Regions from separate parts of the Mus musculus genome. Here regions 1 and 2 are each linked to region 3. Evidence: chromatin contacts called from public HiChIP or PLAC-seq and promoter capture Hi-C data. All regions are on one chromosome and are shown on one strand. The core of a region is the stretch at or near the end of the contact, and the rest is flanking DNA. Distances in the headings are between cores, read along the strand shown.

Region 1 (4,724 bases), core at 550-3,049, 280 kb before region 3:
TATGTAAGATACAGTGTTTCTTTTTAAGTGAGTTCCTCTTAGGGGGAAGCTGCTACATTAATTGCACTAACAGCAATTCTTAGAATTGTGTGCAAATTTATAGCCAATAGAGTTAAAGTTGTAAACCTAGGGTGTCCCATTTAGTGACTCTGTTTTCCCTGTTATAACAGGATTTGATACAGATAACTCCCCATCCCCAAAAATCAAACCTCTGGGGTGTGATATCTCCAATCTGGAGGTCCACTCAATTAAAGCAACAGAAGCTACTTCTTTGGGCACTTTACTGATGATTACTAGCTCTGTAAAGTTACATCCTCAGGTCCTTAATTGCTTCTACTGCACAGATAAGTTATCAGCGTTGCTGAGGCTTCTACCTTACTTTCATTCCTTTTCTCATTTGTGAATATTTTCTATTTCAGATAATTTAGGCAACATAACTCATTTGTTTAATATGTTTATATATTTTTCTAGCAGGTTATAGGATGCATGCCTAATGTCTGCCCATTCCAAAAAGACCAGATGATCAACACAGGAGCATGAAGGATTTTCACTCTAAGTTTAGTATCCTAGGTTCAGCATTCTGTGTGTGTGTGCCTGCATGTGCAGTATCCTATATATGTCACCCCAGCCTTAATTTCATGTCACAATTCAGGTCCATATTGCATCCTTCCATGGTAATTTACTGATCACAATCTCAATGGCTTGCAGATGTTGTTCTGTTACATGGAACTCCCCCGGTTCTTTATGAAAACCCTGCTGTCTATGGACTGAATGGAAACACTGTGAGGAGTATACAGTCTTTTGCCACAATAGGCTTTGGTCCCAGTATTTTCCACGTGGAGCCCTCTGAGAAGGCAGTATGCATATGTATACGAGCTTTGCTTCCTACCTCTGCTATTAGCTAACTGAACTTGAGGACAGCAAACCCTAGACTTTCCAGTGATCCCTCAACATCTAGGTGAGAAAAAACGGAGAGGGACAATCAGACTCCCCTCTTGGGAATGACAGAAGGAATGGTTGCAGGGAGAGCATGATCTAAACAGTGGCCATGGACACAACAACATGTATCCATCTGTAATGCCTTCCTAAGGGCTTGGGTGACCAGTCTTTCCTAAAGGTATATCCTGACAGTATGTTTAGAAAATGTGAATGAATTTCTTGCAAATGATATAAACAAAACAATTCCTTAAGAATCCTTAGCATTGTAAGCATAGATGGAAGAGGAGTGCTAACTCTTGTAACTCCTACCATGGGTCATCTCTATGGATTGGCTCCCCCGAAGGCCCTGACCTATGAAGTATTTGAACTTTACTCAGGCAGCCAGTCTGCATGTGGCTGTCAGCTCGGTTCAAATACGGGATAGATCTCAGAAGACCTAACTAGAAATTTAGGAAGTGCCCTGTCTTGTCACGAGTGCTGCCAAAGCAAGTTAGTACAGTAAATACAAGAGATGGCAAGGAGTGCAAGAGTAAAAGATTGCTGTGTGGCCAGTGCTTGAAGTAAAGTGTCTGATGTGGACGGACAGACAGACACACGGCACCAGGCCCCATGACCTTACTGCTGTCGAGAAAGCCATGAGTGGCTGGTGTTTCCCTTCTGAACACACCACACCACTCACTGTCTTTCAGTCCTCACTCCCTCTGCTTCCACTGTGAGACAGGAAAGAGAAAGGGAGGACAGGAGGGGAAGAATGAGGGGAGAATTCAGTGTGAAACTGAAATCACCACAGGCCTGCATTTCTCAGAACAAACCTAGATCTAATCAAAGAATGCATCAGATAGGCAGGAAGGAAACGCAGTGCCACCAAGCCTAAGTAGGCAGAGCGCTGAACACTGGGCCTCTCTGAAGGGCTCCCCACAGAATCACTTGGGAGCTGCCTCAGATGGAAACAGCCCATGTGTGAACAATTTCAGTGGAAGTCATTTCCCACTCCTGTCTGTAAATTTGGAACTATGTAGAGGTCACCAATAGTAAGAGTGGCATCTTAGAAAACTCTACATATGCAGATACACCCACATACAAGAAAGGGCAAGTTCAAACACTTCCAATGAGGTCTTGGTAACCCAGTCAGGTTTTTAATCTCTGAGCACATTGTTTGGAAATTTAGAGTGGCAGTGCAGAAGTTATCACAATGCATCAAGACGGCAGGTACACTAGGTGAGTCTGTCTAAGCCTGGCTTGGTAAATTTAGTTTTTTATTTTGGGAGGCCATAATCCCTATGTATCTAAGCATTTTCCTTAACATGGGTCAGAGAGTCAAGTGTTTCGTGAGAACCTCAGTCGACTCATGTCAAACAGTGTGAATTTGCTACTGACTTAAAATAGGGCCAGAGTTCTTGCCATTTCAGCCTGAGGATCATAAACACAATGGCCACCTGAGACCACAGAGCCGGATATGAGCTACTTATAGTAATACTGAGCCAGGGAACAAGAATAGCAGGAAAACAGCCCATTTTCTTGTGGTGAGGGCCTTTGAAGTAAACTATTTCTTAAACATACTATGAAGTTCAAAACATAAGTCTTTGAAGGCAGGTTATCCTCCTCAGCACAGTGACCACTGCTAATCAATTACTTCCTTTTCCTCTTGGATTTTATTTGTGAAACTGAGACCCATATTGTTGTTCTTTATCTAGGAAACCCACTGACACAAAGTGCTACAGCATTCTTGGACTCATGTCCCAAGATGGAAAAAGCAGCAAGACCTAGCTCAGAGATTCCCTACAGTACAGGAGATGTGCATATCCCCTGCTGTTCTGTCACAGTTTGGCACACCTTCACATCACAGAGCTATGGAAAAAGAAATGAAATAAGGGCCGTGGAGATGCTCAGGGAATAGAATCCTGCTGTCAAGCATGGTGACTTGAGTATGAATTCCCTGGGACATCCACCAAAAAGTTGGTGTTGTAATGCCTATAATTCCAGGGTCAGGGAGGTAGAGGCAGGAGAACCCATGGGACTTGCTGGTTCACTAGTCTAGCCAATCAATACTACCAGGTTCAGTGAGAGAGATCCTGTCTCAAAAAATAAATGAATAAACAGAAGAATGATGGAGGAACACACTGATTTTGACCTCTGGCTTCTGTGAAGGTATGCATCTGCATATGAATATGCACGTAAGTGCACACACACACACACACACACACACACACACACACGCATCCATACACAATGAAAAAGCATATCTTAAATGTCAAACAATCAAGAATATATGTCTTCATTTTTTAAATTAAAAACAAATTATCAGCTGGGATTAATCAGCTGGGTGTGATGTTGCACACCTTTAATCCCAGCTCTTGTGAGGCAGAGGCAGGCAGCTCTCTGAGTTTGAAGCCAGTCTACTCTAAATTGAAGTGAGTTCTACGACAGCCAGGGCTACACAGAAACCCTGCCTTGATAAACAAAACAAAACAAAGCAAAACAAAATTATCTCCAATATTTTCCAATTCATGACTCAGGGCTAAGATTGGTTTCAGCAATCATCTAATACTTCTCAATAAGATGCTGTGGATGGACCAATAACAGTTCAAAAGAAAACTCACAGGCTGACAGCTAATTTCTTCAAATCCATCATTAACTTCACAGTCTTTAGGTGGGAAATACGCAATGAGAACAAAAGTCCCAGTGAGCCAGCTTGTGTGGTTAACAGGTTAGGTATGATGGCAGGCATCACTGAGGCTGGAAGGCAGTCCAACAAAGAGTGTGCTGATGGATAGAGCCAGAGCCTGGACAGCACATGGCTGAAGCCTTTTCAGAGTGGCCAGGAACGGCAGGAAGCTTCTTAAAATCTAGAAATACATCAAAGGCCTGATGCAGATTAAGCTCTCCCCCATCCCCTCTTTTTTTTCCCTGGAAGCTTCACTTTTGTTCCTAATATAGAGACTTAGATGGCGTCTCTTCAGATCATAGAGCAAGTCATGCTTTTAATGATGGACTAAAAATTATAAAAGTCAAAGATGCCTTTTTCACCCCTGCTCTTTTGTTCCCCTTTCGGTGAATTCAAGAAAATATCAGTCTAGGCCAAATTTATCTCTTGCTAACAATGAAGATTATGGAGTAAGCCAAGTGAAATCACAATACAAAGACAAATTTGGATGATTTGGTCACGATTTAATCCCATTATTAGAAACATTAGGTAATACATGCATTATCTTTGGTATAATTCCAAGATATTAGTACAGTAGTTCCCTCATGCCCTGAAAACAGGTCCACAATACCCAGTGGGTCCCTGAAGCTGACAGTGCTAAACCTTGTAAGGACACACACACACACACTTACAAAACATTTAATGATTAAAATTTGCACTTTGAGACATATAGCACCAGAGAATATTCATTTCTACCGCAGATCCCAACGGCCTCCCCTGGTAACTTTGTCTCTCCTTATTTTATTAAGTGAGGAACTTTCTTTTACTTTTCTCTCAAAGGAACCACCTTACAGCTTTTCTCTGGCAACATCACTACTCCTTCATTTTATTCTGAATAATCAAGGTCCCCTGAGCACAGCAACTGCCATGCCTGAGCCAAATCAACCAAATGAATAGCAGCATATGCCATGTAAATGCATAAGACCAAAAAAAAAAAAAAAGTCCCCCCCAGGCAGAAAAGTACAAAGTTGATCATACTACCTAGAATGTCATGCAATTGAAAACTTGTAATTGTTTCAGGAAGTTTCCATTTACTACTTTTAGACTAAGGCTGACTGGAAGTAACTGAAAGCATAGAAGG
Region 2 (4,617 bases), core at 1,500-3,999, 300 kb before region 3:
GATTGCTGCTGTCCCTAATATTAAAAAATAGGTTGAAGCATTGGAAACTCTTGCTGTGTGTATCCTAAAGGAGTATTTTGAATAAATACTTCATTTATTTTGAATAACACACTTCAATTCCAGTGTTTAGAGCAGGGGAAGTGTTTCAAATAAAGCAGTTCTTAAACCTTCCTACAGCAAGCCCTATGAAGGCATTTAGCTGAGATTTGCTACTTAGAATTTTATGCAAAGGAGACCCATTATTCTGTATCAAGTTTTCTTAAAAGATCAGTACAAAGCTACAGGTTGTGGGAATTTAAACTGTGAACAAAACTGTAAAGAAAACCAAGAGTGCTTTCATGGCCTCAGTTGTGTTTCCTGAGAACACACAGGGATGGTTAACTTTCACTGGTAAAGTGGAGCTTCCCTTACCTCTCACACTCCACCAGCCCTCAGCCATTTTAACTGCAGAACTGCAGTTACAAGCAGCGTTAGCATTTCTTCTGACAGCTTCACTAAGTTCTCTACCGTGAGTCCAAGGAGAGGTCCTTGCCTTGTGACTGCAGATTTCGAGCAGAGATTCTGGGAGGAGCTGGCACACCCCTCACCCTGTGTCCAGCTTCAGTATTTGTGGTTCAGGACACTCTTCACAAATATTAGTAATTCAAGAGAAAACAGTTTTCCCACAGTACAGCAGCATAGAATATGAAAGGAAGTTCTTCCAGGAATAAAAAGATGTGTGTTGCACCTGACCAGCCAGCCACATGCACAGACACACAGCGTTCATAAAGAAGGTGAGTGTGAAGCCAGGAACTCTGGCTTCAGGAGTACTTACAGCAGGCCCTGTTCTCTGTACACATTCTGCAGCCATTCTCCAATACCCACACTGAATTGATAATGGGTGCTTTTAATCTGAGAGCTCCCTGCCAAGCAAGACTGGGTTTAGGCTCTTGTTGATCACTGGCTTTTCCCAAGCAAACTTGCTGACCACATAATGAAAAGTAGGAAGGGCAACAATAATGCCAGAAGACTGTATTTATTAAGAGGTAAGAAGGCTGCACTTGCACTGCCTTGCTTACCAGTTAAGCAATCATAAGTGGGTAAATAGAGCTAGGATGGAGCAAATGGGGGCAGCCTCCCAGGCAAGAGCTGACCCACACCTTCTGCCCATCTTGGTCTTAGATGTCAGAAAACTAGGATTGAAGGTAAATACCCTCTTATGAGGACAAAAAAGCACAAATGTGATGCTCTAATTATAGCCACAATTAGAACTGGCAAGCTGGGGCTGGCAGTATATAGACTGGGTGGCTTCCAGAAAAACAAAACAAACAAACAAGAAGAAAGAAAGAAAACCCCAGAGGGTAGAGGTAACCACAACCACAACAACAAAAAGCGAAAAAGGAAAAAGAAAAAGAAAAAAAAAAAAAACTTCACTGCTCACTAGCCTGCACATTTAGATACAAGATTTCACTGACTGCTCTGATAATATCTGATAATACAATGTGCATTTGTGCCTGTTAATGCCAAAACCAGTGAAGAGCCCATTTCCACCCCCCAATCCTGTATGAAAACCCTGGGAGCTCTGCAGCACTGCACAAGTCAGCCTCTAACTTTCACACCTCACCTCTCCCACCATCGCCTACCGCTGACCTCAGGTACTGCTGTCTGCAGGAACATCCGTGAAAGCAGCTAGGCAGAACTACCTGGCCCTTTGTGTTTTCTACAAAAGTAGATAGCTCTCCTGTATCACCAGGGGAAGATATTTTTAAGTCAGTTTCCCAGTTGAATGTTAATTGGGAACTAATGAACAATCCAACTTGATCATTCTTATTCTGTATTTTTCTAGAAGCCAATGTCCCCTCCATGGATTTTTCTAAGTGTTAACATGATGCTCTATCTGTATTAATAAAAAAAAAAATCAGGTGCTATCTCAACATAATGATTATAGAAAATTAGGCAAAGTCCAGTGGCTTCAGTCAGATTCACAGTAGAATTAGCACATAGCCCATGAAAGTGGTTCCACAAGTACTTAAGGGCCTCTGGGAATCTCCCAGTTGCATTTTCAACCATTTTTTACTTTTGCTTCTAAGCAGCTGATTGAAGAAAAAGAAAGAGAAAGAGAAAAAGAAAAAGAAAGATGTATGTATCCTACACATTTGTCCACAGCAAGTTATGGGACTGAGCAGATAAGGGATATAATATAGCTCTGCTATTAAAAAGTCAAGAATAAAGCTTCCAGTTATGAATTTCACTTTCCACCTTACAACAGTGGGCTGATTTTGAACAGATTATAGGATTAAGGCTTCCTTAATTTTCCTCCCCAGTTAGACATTTAGTTCAGAAATCCTGCAACTAGAAACCCCTGTCAGGGTTAATATGTTCTGGCATGAATTCCTCAAGCATGCTTCATATCTAGAGGGCCAGGGAATAAGGAACAATGCAAAGTAAATGTAAATTTTACAAATTTGAGAAAGAAGAGAATGTCTGTCCTCATTTCTATTCCACGCCCCTACACCCCCACCCCTACACACACACAAGTTGGGAGGAGGCACTGTCACCCACACAACTCAGATGTGAAGTAGGTATACAGAGTGAATGCACACCTGTACCATGAGCGTCCTGTGGGTTAGAAGAGGCCACTGGGAGCGTGCTCCTGTCGGTGCCATTGTTCTGTAGGGGAAGTCTGAGCCCAGCATATCCCTCACACAGAAGTACTCTTACCATGTCTCCAGGCTTGACAGAAACGGCCACCACCACTCCAGGCATCGGGGAGCACAGAGTGCTGCTGGTGTCCTTGGGCACTTTTTCAAGCATGAATTTGTTCAGCTCTGCAGCAAGCTTGGTTAAAATGTGCACTTTGTACTTGAAAGAGAAAAAGCACAACAGAGGTCAAATGACGAATATCATCTAAAACAGCACTTATTCAAAATCTGCTTTTAGCTTTAAACTAAAATTACAATAATATCCTTTAAAGTCAAACATTCTAAAACCCTCCACATAACATTATTCATAACGGAGACAGGTTTTTTAAAGGAATTACTCATGATTAATTAGTGATATATAAAAAAGTATCACAGATCTTTAAGAAAACCATCTCAGAACTTTGTAAAGGAAAACAGTAAGGATTTTGCTTGAGGAACACTGCCGAGTGAGTGAGAGATCGAGCAGTGCAAAGCAGAGGAACCAGATCCTTTGAGTCCCTCAGCCTCAGGGAAAAGGCAGTGACACCGAGTGCATACCAGTAGATGGCAGCAGATTGCTGTCGCACGCCTCCCACACCTCTGAAGCAGCTACACCATGTAGATTATTAAATAGAGACAAAGGCTTCAGTGTTCATTTTGAGAAAAGAAGAGAAAAGTCCTTAACGTTCAAATATTTCTCAGTGACATAAAATGTTATATTCACATCAAAATGTTTTTCCTTTTAGGCACATTACCATGTAGCCTTTTCTCATATGACAAGCCAGCTAGTAGAAAGACAAGATGTAATGAGAATATCTTTTGGGCCGAGATATGATAGCACCAAGATTTGTAAAACACGGAAAATGCCAGGCACATCAGTTTTCATGGCATAGCAAAGGTGGATGGCCAACAAGTCAATCTTAACATTTCTAATACAGACAATACCTACTGGACAGGAAACATCCCAGATAAATATATGAACCACGATTCGCTCTACCCAAACAGAAAATAAAACGCTTTGAGGTAGGGAATTGGTTTCTGGTTCCCACCAGATCCGGTCTCTCTGGGGAGGACAGAAGCAGCACCCACTGGGCAGCTCCATTTTGTTGGAGGAAAGCTGCTGTAACTCAAAGCCTCCTGTGGGCATCATGCTGGCAGGGAGGCCGAGGCAGAATCTGATTCCCACTTTGATTCTGCCTGGGGACAGTGGCACTCTCCAAGTGGCTCTTTACAGGGCCTATTTAAAGCAGGTGGGGGAGGCCCCACAGAAGAGCTTTGATAGCCTAGGTTCCAAGCAGATTTTCGACACTGTGACAGGTTGAATAATAACATCTTCTGGGTGTTTCTTTACTCCTGAGTGTGTGTTTTGCAATCAAGACATAGAAATGTCTGCCAGTTCCTGAAGGATATGATCCTTAAGTGAAATTACAGCACAAATAAAAGCTTTTTGCTCCTATTAAAATTCATCTGAGTCATAAATGACAAGGGAAAAGCAGGCTGCTGTCAGTCTGACGACACCCTGGGCAGAGGGACTACGCATCACCCATGAATTGTACTTCCAAGGCCCTCATTAAATCCTTGGGAACCAAGGGGGGACATAATTGGGCCAAATTGCACAGTTTTAGTATCTGTGCTCTATCTCCCTTGGAACAGAAAGTCCGGCAGCACTAGAGGCTCGTGTGTACCGGGCAGTAAGTCCAGCAGCACTAGAGGTACGTGTGCATCAGGCGGGTTTCATTTCTAGCAGCATCACTAGGGTGTCACTACTACGTGACCAGCTGGCATTCTGCCCCAGGGATTAGTTTTCACTGTAGCATTCAGATCTATTTTCCCCCTGGTTTTCTTTAACTTCAAAATATGAATTTAGGAAAAGTATATACTGAGAATACAATTTAACAGCTTTTCACCACAGCAAATAGGCTTAAGAACCAATACTTCAGCTATCTCACAACTAAGC
Region 3 (4,670 bases), core at 2,066-4,565:
ATACTCTTAATCATGAGCCATCTTTCTACCCCTTAGTTCATTAGTGTGTGTGTGTGTGTGTGTGTGTGTGTGTGTGTGTGTGTGTGTGTGTGTGTGTTTAAAGTCAGGGTTTCTCTGTGTAACAGAGAACTGGAACTCACTGTGTAGAGCAGGATGACCTTGAACTCCCTCTGTCTCCTGAGTGCTGGGATTAAAGGGTAAGCCACCACTTCCAGAAGTTTACTACTTTTTAATGAACTCACTTATACTTCTAAATTCAACTCAAATTTTCAGGACATGAACAGAATATAGCCAGATTCTTTGCCAGAATATAGCTTTCAGGAGGCAAAGGCAGACAGATCTCCATCAATTAAAGGCCAGCCTGGTCTACACAGTGAGTTCCAGGCTAGCTAGAGCTACATATTTATTTATCTCAAATAAATTAAATAAATAAATAACAAATAAATAATAAATAAGAACTACAATCAATTCCCTTTGTGTTGTTTCTATAACACTCACCAAAAGGACCAGATATTCTTTAGTAGTAGTAGTAGTAGTAGTAGTAGTAGTAGTAGATGTTTTCTTCATTTACATTTCAAATTTCCTAGTTTCCTCTCCAAAAATCCCCTATACCCTCCCCCCTCCCCCTGTCCCCCAACTCACCCACTCCCACTTCCTGGCCCTGGCATTCCCCTGTACTGGGGCATATAAAGTTTGCAAGACCAAGGGCCTCTCCTCCCACTCGTGGCCAACTAGGCCATCTTCTGATACATATGCAGAGAGAGACACAAGCTCTGGGGGTACTGGTTAGTTCATATTGTTGTTCCTCCTATAGGGCTGCAGACCCCTTCAGCAATTGGGATACTTTCTCTAGCTCCTTCATTAGGGGCCCTGTGTTCCATCCAATAGATAACTGTGAGCATCCACTTCTGTATTTGCCAGGCACTGGCACAGCCTCACAAGAGACAGCTATATCAGGGTCCTGTCAGCAAAATCTTGCTGGCATATGCAATAGTGTCTGGGTTTGGTGGTTGTTTATGGGATGGATCCCCAGGTAGGGCAGTCTCTGGATAGGACCAGATATTCTTAAAAAGAGAACTTCAAATGGTATATTCTCATGTGAATATATTTAATATTATGTAAATTACATGCCAAATAAGAATCTTGCCCTGATGCACACACAAAAAAAAGGGGGAGGAAGAGGGACCCTTAATCATAAGCCACAATTTTTCATACTTAATGAAAAAAGATAGCAATACAAAATTCTCAAAAAACAAATTATTTAATGTATAATTTTGATATGTGAAAGTACAACTTATTAAGAGCACAAACTACAAGTGATCCTCCATTTATAATGAGTTACCTACTAGTAAACCCATTGTAATTGGATAATACCATTAGCTGAAAGTGTATTAAAGAGCCAGTGACATAGTTCCATATGTAAAGGCATATTCAATCCACAGGACCCACAAGGTAGACAGAGAGAACTGACACCCCAAAGCTGTGTCGTGGCCTCCATCCATACCATGGCACACACATCCACATTTAAAGGACTAAAGATGTAGCTCAGTTTATAGAGTACCCGCACAAAACGTGTTAGATCCCCAGCACGGCATACCTGGGCATAGTGGTATATGCCTTTAATCTCACTTGAAAGGTAGAGGCAGGCAGAAGTTTAAGGTCCACATAGTGCCACATAGTGATTTAAAGGCCAATCTGAGATAAATGCAACCATGTCTCAAAAACAGAAACAGAAAAGAAAATATCCTAACTCCACCTGTCAGCTTTCCGTTACTGTAAATGATACCTGAGATGAACCCACTTCTAAGAGGAAAGGTTGACTGAGGCTCACCGTTTGGGAGGCACAGACTACGATCAACAGGCCTGTGTTGGGTACATAGCAGTGAGTATAAGTGAGAGTTACTGTTTCCTCCTGGCCAGTTCAGAAAGGAGCAAAGGCACAGTCAGCTATTGGATGGATCACAGGGCCCCCAATGGAGGAGCTAGAGAAAGTAACCAAGGAGCTAAAGAGATCTGCAACCCTGTAGGTACAACAACATTATGAACTAACCAGTACCCCGGAGCTCTTGACTCTAGCTGCATATGTATCAAAAGATGGCCTACTCAGCCATCACTGGAAAGAGAGGCCCATTGGACACGCAAACTTTATATGCCCCAGTACAGGGGAACGCTAGGGCCAAAACGTGGGAATGGGTGGGTAGGGGAGCGGGGGAGGGGGGGAGGGTATGGGGGACTTTTGGGATAGCATTGGAAATGTAATTGAGGAAAATACGTAATAAAAATATATATATAATTTAAAAAAAAAGAAAAGAAAAGAAAAGAAAAGAAAGGAGCAAAGAAAAGAAGGCCATGATCCCTTAAGGACAGGTCCACCTCCTGAAGCCTCTACTGCCTTAGAACAGTTGCAGGCCAGGGACTAAGCCCTTCTCAGCATGTCACCTGAGGAACATTTCCAAGCCAAACCCTAGCAACCTAACCTACAGAACATCCTACTTTAAATTCTCTGTAAACTATGGTTGTTTCCCTCCTGATTTCAGGGCTGATCAGAGCTTCAGCTTCTGCTACTATCCAGCATCAAAACAAAAACAAACAAACAAAAAAAACTGTACTATACACAGCTAGTCTGGGAAAATATCCACATTCCAAACTTGAATGAGGGTCTCTACAAAGATATAACACTTTTGCAGAACTGTAAAATCAAAATGTTTTAATACAGCTATGAGATGTCAGGAGCCTTACAAAGTGTTTTGTGCCGTTTTGAAACCAAATCTCCTCACCACTCAGAAAACGTTCCAGCTGAGCCACATCAGTACAGCCTCGGGATCTATAACACTTAATTAGAATAGCTCATGAAAGATACTTGCCTAGATTTAATTATAAAGGCTCCTTTACTCAATATCTAATATCCATTTGGGGAATACAGCATAGACTGAGAATTATTCTATGATTGACTCACAGAATCAACTCAATGCACAGTTGTCAACAGAATAAGCCACTTCACGATACTGTTTATATGCAACTTTACCCAAACTTTACACTTTCCTTCTAGAAACATGAGGCTCTTGCTTTTAGAATGCCCATATGCTCTCTGGCAGACATGCACGCCAGCCCCCATGTCCTCCAGAAGGCTTTAACATGGGCTCCAACTCAAGAGAAAGCATCAGACGCAACTCCAAGATGACTATGTTCAGGTAAGAAGTACACTTCTCCCTTTGCTGCTCCAACCAGGCAGCCACCATGATGGCCACACAGAAGCAGCACAGACAGAGAAAGGCAGCTGAGATCGAGACTGGAGATCGAGGAGTCTGAAGTCCAATGGAGCAAAGCAATACCTAGACAGGCTCAGTGCCACTGGCACACTGATTAGCCCTCCACAAGCTCATAAGTGATCACATTACAAGTTTATTTCCAAGTTCATAGCTGTACAAATTGACCTTTGAAATTAAGCAAGAACTCAATGGTGTGATTGATATTCTTCTCTGGTCTTCACAGACATGGCAATGCAGCAGGAAAGAGGACTGCACAGGAGCCCACACCCCAAAGCTCCTGTTTCAAGTGCACAGCAGTGAAGACTATCCACAGAGAACAGGACGACAGCTGAGAAAACATGAACAGCAATCACCTCATGAAGTCACAACGAGAAAACCACACGATGCCACACAGTGGAAAACCACACAAGGACATGCACTGCTGACCAACTATGAGCAGCTTCTTGGTAAATGAGAAACACCAAATGCAAGGGCCAGGTCACCCAGGAGTCTGGGACGAGACGCCCACTGGTTAACAACAGGCTAGGGTGGAGTTGCCTGTTCTTTGCTTCAGCTACTATAGCTTTTGGAGTCAAAATCAGAAGCAGAGTCGATGATTGGCCTGCTGTACATGTCTACACCATGATCATAAGATCCAGACACGGATCCAGAATGCACAATGCCAACTGGGAGCCACTAGGAAATTGCTAGTGAGGAGAACTGAGTATTGTCTTGTTGACTGTCTTGGGGGCTTATGGGAAGAGGCAGGGGACAGAGGGAGAATGAGAGAAAACCCAGAAAAGAGGAAAGCAAAGAAGAGGAAGCAGGAGGGAAGGGGATGAAAGGAACAGGCCTTTTAAACCTTCATCACAAACAGAACTCACAGTCCAAAACTCCAGATCACATGACAAACAAAGCAAGCATCCACAACACAGCAGCAAATAAAATAGTTCAGAAGAAATTAATTTTACCAGTCTGGCAAAATCTTTCAAATGCTTTAATTTTTCACAAATTAAACTAGAAACATTTCATAATTTCTATACTTCTATATATACATCTATGAATCACCATGTAAACTTTTCCTTTGGTATGTTAACAAGATTGAGACATTGCTAGATTCCTGACATCTAAACATCCATTCCCCATTCTGTGCATTTCTAGTACACTACAGATAACAAGTAATAAACAGGGTCTTGAATTTCAATGGCCACCCCGATCACATTAATAAATACCGAAGGCCCTAGTGAAGCATACCTTTGGGTGCAGCTGTGAGCCAGATGTGAGTGACACCACACCATGGACTGAATAAAAAGAGAAGAAGCCATCTGAGAACTGATGTTCCTTTCTCAGCTTCCTAGTTGATGCCACAAAACAAGTCACTCCCATTGCCATGCTGGCCCCCTGTGTGGAATACTTTGGGGC

What was found. HiChIP or PLAC-seq counts read pairs in DNA pulled down with a chosen protein or histone mark. Capture Hi-C pulls out chosen DNA fragments and counts their contacts.
Region 1: a contact with region 3 is called in an H3K27ac HiChIP or PLAC-seq map of large pre-B cells, with 3 times the contacts expected there. The contact joins two enhancer-like sites. A contact is called at or near these places in 1 of 484 Hi-C or Micro-C datasets (the G1E-ER4 cell line) and 4 of 115 datasets of contacts at active chromatin or transcription factors (the 230-238 cell line, CD8 T cells, T-cell acute lymphoblastic leukemia and 1 more).
Region 2: a promoter capture Hi-C map of liver shows a contact between it and region 3, with 4 times the contacts expected there. The contact joins two enhancer-like sites. A contact is called at or near these places in 1 of 15 datasets of contacts at CTCF or cohesin (pro-B cells), 16 of 484 Hi-C or Micro-C datasets (CD8 central memory T cells, the G1E-ER4 cell line, the HL-1 cell line and 6 more), 3 of 115 datasets of contacts at active chromatin or transcription factors (embryonic basal ganglia, embryonic stem cells and large pre-B cells) and 2 of 9 other capture datasets (embryonic stem cells and liver).

Annotation. Positions count from the first base shown.
Region 1 is chr14:122,849,761-122,854,484 of GRCm38.p6, reverse strand. The region is part of intron 21 of Pcca (propionyl-Coenzyme A carboxylase, alpha polypeptide); the gene reads right to left. Among named protein-coding and RNA genes, the nearest start is that of Gm46488, 59 kb to the left of the region's middle. Within about 2 kb of position 1,799, at least 45 of the 459 cell types and tissues checked have an H3K27ac peak or open chromatin away from gene starts, as enhancers often do. A contact at or near this core is called in the 230-238 cell line, where this site is marked.
Region 2 is chr14:122,874,988-122,879,604 of GRCm38.p6, reverse strand. Pcca (propionyl-Coenzyme A carboxylase, alpha polypeptide) reads right to left here. Exons shown (of 24, transcript NM_144844.2): 22 at 2,701-2,841. Among named protein-coding and RNA genes, the nearest start is that of Gm46488, 34 kb to the left of the region's middle. Within about 2 kb of position 2,749, at least 23 of the 459 cell types and tissues checked have an H3K27ac peak or open chromatin away from gene starts, as enhancers often do. A contact at or near this core is called in liver, where this site is marked.
Region 3 is chr14:122,573,251-122,577,920 of GRCm38.p6, reverse strand. All of the region lies in intron 4 of Pcca (propionyl-Coenzyme A carboxylase, alpha polypeptide), which reads right to left. Among named protein-coding and RNA genes, the nearest start is that of Pcca, 41 kb to the right of the region's middle. Within about 2 kb of position 3,315, at least 19 of the 459 cell types and tissues checked have an H3K27ac peak or open chromatin away from gene starts, as enhancers often do. A contact at or near this core is called in the 230-238 cell line and liver, where this site is marked.